Linked DNA regions of Mus musculus: region 2 is linked to region 1. Evidence: chromatin contacts called from public HiChIP or PLAC-seq data. All regions are on one chromosome and are shown on one strand. Each heading gives the region's core, a stretch centred on a gene start, on an enhancer-like site or on the middle of the called end of the contact. The rest is flanking DNA. Distances are from core to core; before and after follow the strand shown. Region 1 overlaps Sipa1l3 (signal-induced proliferation-associated 1 like 3). Region 2 has its middle 14 kb from the start of Gm38982.

The links. HiChIP or PLAC-seq counts read pairs in DNA pulled down with a chosen protein or histone mark.
Region 2: an H3K27ac HiChIP or PLAC-seq map of embryonic stem cells shows a contact between it and region 1, with 2.9 times the contacts expected there. The contact joins two enhancer-like sites. A contact is called at or near these places in 1 of 484 Hi-C or Micro-C datasets (bone marrow-derived macrophages), 5 of 115 datasets of contacts at active chromatin or transcription factors (embryonic stem cells and large pre-B cells) and 3 of 9 other capture datasets (adipose tissue, embryonic stem cells and liver).

Annotation. Positions count from the first base shown.
Region 1 is chr7:29,340,712-29,345,508 of GRCm38.p6, reverse strand. The region is part of intron 16 of Sipa1l3 (signal-induced proliferation-associated 1 like 3); the gene reads left to right. Among named protein-coding and RNA genes, the nearest start is that of Dpf1, 35 kb to the right of the region's middle. Within about 2 kb of position 2,953, at least 65 of the 459 cell types and tissues checked have an H3K27ac peak or open chromatin away from gene starts, as enhancers often do. A contact at or near this core is called in embryonic stem cells, where this site is marked.
Region 2 is chr7:29,538,814-29,543,610 of GRCm38.p6, reverse strand. No RefSeq gene overlaps it. Among named protein-coding and RNA genes, the nearest start is that of Gm38982, 14 kb to the left of the region's middle. Within about 2 kb of position 2,205, at least 4 of the 459 cell types and tissues checked have an H3K27ac peak or open chromatin away from gene starts, as enhancers often do. A contact at or near this core is called in embryonic stem cells, where this site is marked.

The DNA of each region.
Region 1 (4,797 bases), core at 1,704-4,203:
CTCGCCCACCCCTGATCTCACAGACACTGCCCTGGACCCTATGGAAGATGAGATGGAAGGGCTTCTTGCTTTCTCCTCTTCTGTGTGTGTGGTGGGCAGTGGTGTTGGGGGAGGAGGAAGAGGAGGACCTGTTTTTGAGATTGGACCTTACTCTGTAGCCCTGACTGGCCTGTAACTCAGGAGATCAGGCTGGACTCAAACTTGTGGTAATCCTCCTGCCTCTGCCTCTGAGATGCTAGAAGTATACCTAGTTGCCACCACACAGTGTTAGAAATGAGATGATTTTAAGAAACATCTCGCTGGCGAGATGGCTCAGCGGGTAAGAGCACTAACTGCTCTTCTGAAGGTCCTGAGTTCAAATCCCAGCAACCACATGGTGGATCACAGCCACCCATAATGAAATCTGATGTCCTCTTCTGGTGCATCTGAAGACAGCTACAGTGTACTTATTTATAATAATAAATATTCGTACATAAAATAAATAAATAAAATCTCTTAAAAAAAGAAAAAAAGAAACATTCAGCCAGTTGTAGTGATCCATCCCCATCATCTCATCCCAGCACAGGGAAGAGCTGAGGCAGGAGGGTCTGTGGCAAGGACATGAGTCTCACACACGCACACACACACGACACACACGACCCACACAATACACACGTAGATACACCACTCACACACTACATACATATACACCATAAACACACACACACCACAGACATACATACCACAACCACACACACATACACACACCACAGACCTACACACCACATACATACACACACACAGACACCACATACATATACACCACACACACACACACACCACACATACCACAGACATACACATACACACACCACACAACACACACGTAGACACACCACCCACACACTACATACATATACACCATAAACACACACACCACAGACATACATACCACAACCACACACACATACACACACCACACACCACAGACCTACACACCACACACACACACCACACATACCACAGACATGCACACACAACACACACATAGACACACACACATGACACACAACACACACGTAGACACACCGCCCACACACTACATACATACACACCACAAACACACATACACGACACACACCACAGACCTACACACCACATACATACACACACACACACACACCACATACATATACACCACACACATACACACCACACATACCACAGACATACCACATATACACACACACATAAGACACCACACACACACCACAGACATACACACCACACACACACACCACAGACCTACACACTGCAACCACACGCATGTGTGAGTGAAGGTGGTGTTCCAGTCAGTGCAGCAAGTTGGTGGTGTTGTCCCACTGCACTGAAGCCCTCAGCAGCTACTGTCGTGGGTATGGTCCTTGAGAATGTCAGACAGCGTGGTACTTGAACCCAGCACCCAGACACGGGTGAGGCTCTTGTCTGCACAGTCCTGTTCACGAGAACCCTGTGCCCTGTCTGCACCTGCCCAGCACTTGCCATTTATTCATGAGCAGGTGCATGTGTGCCAGGCCCAGTGTTGGCTGGCCCCAGGAAGACAACAGGCAGATGGTAGCAAAGTCATGGATGAGCCGCAGCAGCAGGCATCCTCAGAGGAGGCTGGCCAATGTCTTCAGTCTGCAGTTTCATTACGTGTATTACGTTGTATTTTGTGTGTGTGAGGGTGGGTATAGGGGGTGTTGCTGGGAATCAAAGCCAGGGCCATGCACAGTCTAAGCCCCACAGCTCTGGCTGTGGACGTTGACCTAAAAACAAACTAAACAATCCAGACCTGGTGGCACAGGTGCTACTAACCCCAGCGCTTCGGAGGCTGATCCAGAATTGTCACTTCTGGGCCCGCTGAGGCTACAGAAGGAGACTTGCCTCAAATCTGAAGGGCAGAAGAGAAAGATGGGGTTGTAGAGAGGTTTCTCACAAGTAGGAGATGAGGGTACAAAGGGTGGGACCCGGGTAAGAGGGTTGAGCTTCATGTCACTGAGCACAGGCCCGAGGGGCCAGCGAGGTCACTCAGGCACTCCATTACTGAGTGTGAATTTGATCCCAAGGGCTAAAGAAAGCCAGGGAAGGTCTCAGCGGGAGGAGATGGGAGGATGTGTGCAGCTTCCAATTGTGTGTCAGCGTACATGGCGTACCACGCGTGAAAACGTCAGCGGGTGGCGTGATGAAGTCAGGCTTTCTTACACCTTTACGTGGGTTACAGGAATCAAACTCAGGTCACAGCTGGGCGGCGGTGGCTCACGCCTTTAATCCCAGCACTTGGGAGGCAGAGGCAGGCGGATTTCTGAGTTTGAGGCCAGCCTGGTCTACAGAGTGAGTTCCAGGACAGCCAGGGCTACACAGAGAAACCCTGTCTCGAAAAAACCAAAAAAAGAAAAAAGAAAAAAATGGTCTATGGGGTAAAACAGGAGGTGGAGTCCCAGGAAGGGTGAGGCTAAGTCACTCAGAGATGGCACAGGCCTGGAGCAAATGTCCAGGGGGTGAGGTGAGCTCTTGCTAGTTGCTGTAAGTGAGGAGCACTGGCCACTCTGGCTGGAGGGGATCTCAGACCAGACCAGACCAGACCAGACCAGACCAGACCAGCTCAGCTTTCCTCGGCAGTGCTGTTCTAGATACCCCCGTGCTCCAGGGAACAGAGTCCAGTCCTCCTTCATGGGGCTGACATTCTGCTGCAGAGAGGAAACAGATGGACAGACAGACAACAACCAAGTGAGACACAGATGGCAATCAAGGCTCAGGAGGGAAATAGGCAGGCAGTGTCTTGATTGGCAGCCAGACAGCTAAGACTATTGTACCTCGCCGGCCTGCTCGCAGTACTCTGGGAATGTCTGGTGGCCGGGAGACTGAGGTGGATCCCCAAGGGAAGCGTGGCAGGAGGTGTGAGTAGCAGGGTGGCAAGAGGGCTGCTCTAGCAGGCTCACTGCTGTGGTTAGAGCTAGCATCTGGTCCTGGAGGGTGTGAGAGCCAGCGAAGGTGCCTGAGCCCCTAATCTGGCAAACATTTTTCTAAAATATCACTCTGGGGGCAGCCTGTAATCACAGCACTCAGAGACAAGAAGAATGTGAGCGGGAGGCCGGCCTGGGCTAGACAATGAGATCGGTCTTTAATTTTAGAGGAAAGGTGGGGCACTGTAGTCTTCTCTGAAAGAAGCAGGCTGTTTAGGGAAGGCAGGACAGAGAGCAGAATTTGAAAACTGCCAGGAAGAGATGAGCTGGCCATGCCCAGAAAGGCCCCATCCTCTTGCCTGGCCCCAGCTCTTTTCTTCAAAGCCCACAGAGCCTGTATCTGCTTGTGCAGGTCCGTGACTGCAGCTACTTCACAGATATTAGCCCACCCCACCCACCCCAGACATTCGTCATGGGAGCCCAGCAGCCAAGCTCCCTGCCAGGTGCTGGCACCCGTCGTGGGCACCTGAAAGGCCCAGCAAGCCCAGGCACATAACTACCTGGCCCCTAAGCAGTACACATGCCAAAATCTTTCAGTTTCCAGAGCAATTTGTCAGTCAGCTAAGGGGATCTGAGACTCTGTTCCACGTGGAGCTGACGCAGCTGGGCGTTCCCAGCAGGGAGGAAGCACGTGGCTCTGCTTCCCGGGCTGCGCTAGCAGTCTCCGAGTCTGTCTGGGGATCCATCTCGGGCACAGCCCTCAAAGGTAATCTGGGGGTCTGCTGGGGCCCACCCTGCCTGTGTCGGAAGACTGGAACCACACATGATAGATCTGTCAGCAAGGGGGAAAAAACCCAGACTATTTTCCTAGAATGCTAGGGGTTGAGGGAGTGCCTGAGGTCTGTGGGCAGAGGGGCAGTTCAAAGGCCCTGCGGTAGAAACATTCCCGGGTATTTGAGGGATAGCCTTGTGTAACTGCTAGAAAAGACAGGCAAGTGGAGAAACTGAGGACACAGGAGGTGGCAGATGGAGTGGGACCTATGGGGGTCTCTGCCTGTCTGCATGAGCCAACACCACAAGGAGTTCTGGAGTGTCGCACATTTCCACAGGGTCCTTGTGGCTGTGGGGAGAACACGGAAGGCAGGTAACCCTGGAAGAGACAGTGGTGGCGATGCTGACGGGTGGCACTTGGTGGAGGTGACAAGCAGTGATGGTCGTAAGATCCAGGTGAAGCCCATCATTCCAGACGCTCGGGTCACAGCAGGCACAGAGGAGGATGGGGGCAAGATGGGAGCGAGCCAGGTGGCCTGCAGCCTGCCCCCCAGCCCCGCCCCAGCTATGTGGGCATGGCATTACTGCCTGACTGCCTTACACTGAACTCCTTCAGGCCCTTGGTCTCTGAGGCCCAACTTCCCTTCCATTAGATGGGACAATAATGGGTGGCCCGGCTGGACAGTGTTCCATACTTGTTAATCCTAGCACTCAGGAGGGAGAGGCAAGAGGGTTAGGAGGTCAAGGTCATCTTCAGCTACACAGCAAGCTGGAGGCCAGCCTGGGATACATGAGTTCCTGTCTCTAAAACTTTGGTGATAACAGTAACATAGCTGTGGTCCAACGAAGGTCATGTGGACATAGTGAAGCCGCCGCTGCTGTGCTTAGTCTCTGTCTATTGTGCCTTTCTCCTGCCGGCGATCTTGTTGAGTACGGAAGAAAGCTTGAGGCTGCTCGATCCCATGCATCACCATAAGGGAGCTATCTAGGCTCTCCCAGCCCTAGTGCCCCCACCTGAAATACAGCATCGGCAGCTCCTGCAGCAGAAAGTGCCGGGGGCTTTATGGGGTGCCGTGTGGCAAACGTTTAAAACCAGGCCTGA
Region 2 (4,797 bases), core at 956-3,455, 200 kb before region 1:
GAACTGGATGAGTCCGTGATCTGACGCATTCACTAAGACGAGTTAGGAATGTGATAGAGCCCAGACCTTAGCACAACTGACTCCATGGTGGAAGTACCGTTCAGACTGTAAAACTCAGCACATAGACAGCACCAACTGCCAAAACAAAGACCTATTCCGTCAAAGCCCATCCTTGTGGGAAAGTCTCCAGCTGCACAAACCTTGCTTTTTGGTTTCTACAGTTCTGCTTCTGGTTAGTACAGCTAACTATCCTTGTTAACTAAAGTAACTAAAGTATGTTAACCCAGGGTATGGTTTTTGTGCTTGAAGGCTTGCTGCTACTGTGGAATCTCCAACACCCAGTGCAGTTCCCAGCTGGCTAGTAAAGACTGTCTATTAGCTTAAGCCCATGTTTGACCAAGCAGGCTGGGAATTATGGGGTGGCTGGTGCCCAGGCTGGCCTTGAACTCACAATCTCACAATGCTCATCTTGACTCAGCCTTCCCAGAGCTGGGACTACAGATGTAAGCCAACACGCTCAGCTGTTTTGTTCAACGTCTTAGATGGCTTGCAGAAGATTAACTGTCATCTTTGGCCACAAGTTTAGAAATAGAATAGTTTGTCAGCCCCATTCACTGAACTATGTGAACTTCATAGCCACTAAAATTTAAAATTTCATTGTTTTAAAATGCTTTCTGTTGATTTTCAAAAGATTTTTTTTTTTTTTTTTTTGAGCCAGGTGGCAGTGACGCTCCCCTTTAATCCCAGTGCTCAGGAGACAGAGGCAGGCGGATCTCTGGGAGTTTGAGGCTAGCATGGTCTACAAAGATAGTTCCAGGATAGCCAGATCTACACATACACTGTCTCAAAACAACAGCCACAAAGATTTTATGTGTGTGTTTCACCGCCACATAACATCTGTGCACAATGTGTGCAGTGCCTGTGGAGGCCAAAAGAGGGTAACAACTCCCTTCAAACTGGAGTTATAGATGGTTAGGAGCTGTCATATGGGTTCTGGGAACTAAAAGGCAGCAGGCTTTCTTAACTGTTTCTTAACTCTTAGCTCTCTGTGAATCATAAAATAGAATATGTATTGTGACCCAAAACCTTGCCTTGTCGCGGTTCTGTTTTTTTCTAGAATTTGACAGACTCCATCAGACCCTTTCATTCGTTGCTTTGTGTAGTAGATGTTGGGGTTCAGGAATTCACCCCACAAACCATACAAACATGGATCTCAGTTAAGCAAGAATAGTTTATTGAATGCACAACCCAAGACTTATTGATCGCAGCCACCAAAAAAAAAACCCAAAAACCTGGGAGCATAATTGTGGTACCAGTCTGTTCTTATCGCAGGCTTTTTTATAGGAAAAGCCAAGTTCAGAAGTTCAGAAGGCAAGGCTGACTAGACAAAGAATTATCAACTAGCTTTTAGGCTGATTGGTCCTGCATGAGGAAAGGAGTGGTGGATGGGTGGTGAACAGGGGAGTCTCGGAGCACTGGGGTGACTGAGCCTGAGAATTACAACCACAGAGCTATGCCCTTTTAGGAGAAGTTGTCAGTGTCATCTGTGCGTAATTCCCTGAGAACCTGAACTGAATTTCATCTTCTGAGCAAAATGGAGACTGAATACAAAATGGCTGCAGTTATGTTCAAAGGAGCTGGCCTCCACAGTAGCTGAGGGAGGGAGCCTATAGCCCGTTTCCCACAATCCCTTAACTGCTACTTTCCAGTTAGGATCCACCAGAGGGGGAGACTCTGGTGAGAAATTAGAAAAGCAGGAAGAAGAAGACGTAGTCTGCCTGGTTCTGACAGTAGAGACCAGTCTGGCCACCCCATCAGCACCAGGAATGGGTATAATGGGTTTCAGGAGTCCCGGTAGGTCCAGCTCTGCCTCCGGCAATTCTACACCAACAGTGGGTGGGCACTAGCATGAAGCTGCTGATCCACCAAGCTTGCCTCCTGGGGTCCACAAGGCTCACACCTCCAGTTTTGTTTCTCTTACCCTACTCCCTCTCCTTCCCTCCCTCCCTCCCTCTCCTTTTCCCTCTCTCCCTCTCCCTCCTCTCCCTCCTCTCTCTTCTCTCTCTCTCTCTCTCTCTCTCTCTCTCTCTCTCTCTCTCTCTCTCTCTCTCTCTCTCTCTGAGACAGGGTTTCTCTGTGTAGGCCCGGCTGTCCTGGAACTCGCTTTGTACACCAGGCTGACCTTGAATGTGCAGAGACCTGCCTGCCTCCGCCTCCAGAGTGCTGGAACAAAGGGCGTGCAGCACCACGCCCAACTCTCCTAGCCTCCTCTTGTGTTTATAACCATTTTCCTATTTTAAACATTAACTGGGAGCTGGGGAGACAGCTCAGTAGGTAAAAACACTTTCCATGGCAGCCTGATGACCTAACTTGAATTCCTGGAACCTGTGTTTTGAAAAAAACAAAAAACAAAAAAAAAACCCCCGGATACCGTGGTAGGCATCCGTAAGCCCAGTACTTCTACAATGAGATGTGAAGACAGAAGCACTGGCCACTCTGGTGACAACGCAGTGCAGTGACAAGAATAACAAGACTGCCTAGGCCAGGTAGAAGTGAAAAAACAGCTCCTCAAAGTTGTTCTCTCTCTCTCTCTCTCTCTCTCTCTCTCTATCTCTCACACACACACACACACACACACACACACCATGGTATACACATGACCCCACCACCACACAATTAAAAAGCATCTGATTGAACTATCTAAAGTATCTGTCTTTAAAAATATTTATTTAGTGTGTGTGTTTTTTGCCTTCATGTGTGCAGTGCCAAAAAAAGCCAGAAGGTGGCGTCAGATCACTTAGAATTGGAGTTGCAGTTTGAGACTCCGTGTGGGTGCTAGGAACCAAATTAGAGGCCTCTGCAAGAGCGGCGGGTGTTCCTGAGCACTGGGCCGTCTTACCAGCCCTGGACATTGGTTTTCTTGCGTGAATTCAGGCCTTGGCAAGATTCTTGATCGGCTTCCCTTTCATTGGCTTTCTTTCTTCCCTGTAGGGAAGCATGGTTGTCAGGCTTCAAGTGTTCATTTTAACAGTGGTCTCAAATCTTTTAAAATTCCACATTGAAGCCGGGCATGGTGGCGCACGCCTTTAATCCCAGCACTTGGGAGGCAGAGGCAGGCGGATTTCTGAATTCCAGGCCAGCCTGGTCTACAAAGTGAGTTCCAGGACAGCCAGGGCTACACAGAGAAACCCTGTCTCAGAAAAAAAAAAAATTGCACATTGAAGCAATAAAACCTTTAATCATTTATACCAATATATGCATGACTATTTGCAAATTATATACTTGTTTTGCTTTTACAATACATCTATTAAATATGACTAACTGGATGCTGGAGAGAGACCTCAACAGGTAAGAGCATAGCTAGTGTTTTCTATTTGTTTTGTTTTTTGTTTTCCTTTTTCTTTTTGTTTTGGCAAAGGGTTTCTCTGTGTAACAGCCCTTGGCCATCCTGGAACTCCCTCTGTAGACTAGGCTAGAATCAAACTCAGAGATCTGCCTGCCTCTGCCTCCCCGGTGCTGGGACTAAAGATGGGTGCCACCACATCTGTCGAGCACATGCTATTTCTGAAGAGAAGCTGAATTCTGTTGCCAGCAGCTGCATGCCAACAGCCACCTGCAATTCCAGCTCTGGGGAGTCTGAAGCTCCCCGACTTCCGCAGGTACCGCGCTCACACATGGTGCACATAAATACATAAAGGTAAAAAGACATGTACATGTCAAAACCTTCTGAAAATTAGTAACATAGGAGCTAGAGATGTGCAGCTCAGGGCTAGGATGGATGCTTTCCATGACAACAGCATGGGCTCAGTTCTCAGAGCTAGCATGCATACCTAAACTTTTTTATGTTTGTTACAATTTTACTAATGCCTTTTAAATGTTTTTTTTATCTCTGTGTGTGTGATGTGCGTCTTCGGCAACAATGTCTTATGAGGTGTCTTCTGGCCTCAAATTCCTTGTGTAGCCAAGAATAACTTTTTTGAGTTCCTTTTCCTCAAGTAATGGGATTGCAGCACCGTTAGGGTCCTTGTTTAGAGACAGAATCTGGCTATATTACCCTGGCCAACCTTGAACTCACTATTACCCTGGCCGGCTTTGAACTCACTATGTAATCCTGGCCTTGAACTCACTATGTTACCTTGGCTGGTTTTGAACTATGTAACCCTGGCCAGCCTTGAATTTGTGGAAATCCTACTGCCTTTGCCTCACAAGTGATAGGATTATAAGTGTGAGCAACCTCGCACAGTGAGTATTTAATTCTGTTTTGATAGAACATTTACTGCCTGTAGAGTGTTCAGTTAAGACATTTGTTTAAGGTGCCACTGAAGACCACAGGATCCATTCATTAAAACCACTAGAAACAGAAGAATGAGATGTGACTGTTTAGTCACTGTTATAAAGCAGGTGACAGAGGACTCACCACCTTTGAAACACATACCTGGTTAGAGGGAGTTATAATGCATTAAACTGGTGAAGAGGAAGCCAAGACGGGTTTATATATCTTCTCATGGGAGAAGGGGTGGGGGCAAGGATAGTAGATTAGAAGTCAGAGTTAGAGAAATATGGACAGATCAGCAGTTGGAATTTAGACCTAGGACAAGTGGCTGAGGTGCCTATTTAACATACCAAAGCGGACCTGGCCTCCAGGTTCTCCCAGCATCCCTCAGCCCCTACCTGTTACAGGGCATGGCTGACACACCCTGTCCTCTACCCTGAACTTTCCTGGGCTTCTTCTCCCCAAGAGGCTCCTCACTATATAACCCAGACATTTTGGTTTTCTCCCTCTCTCTTCTCCTCCCC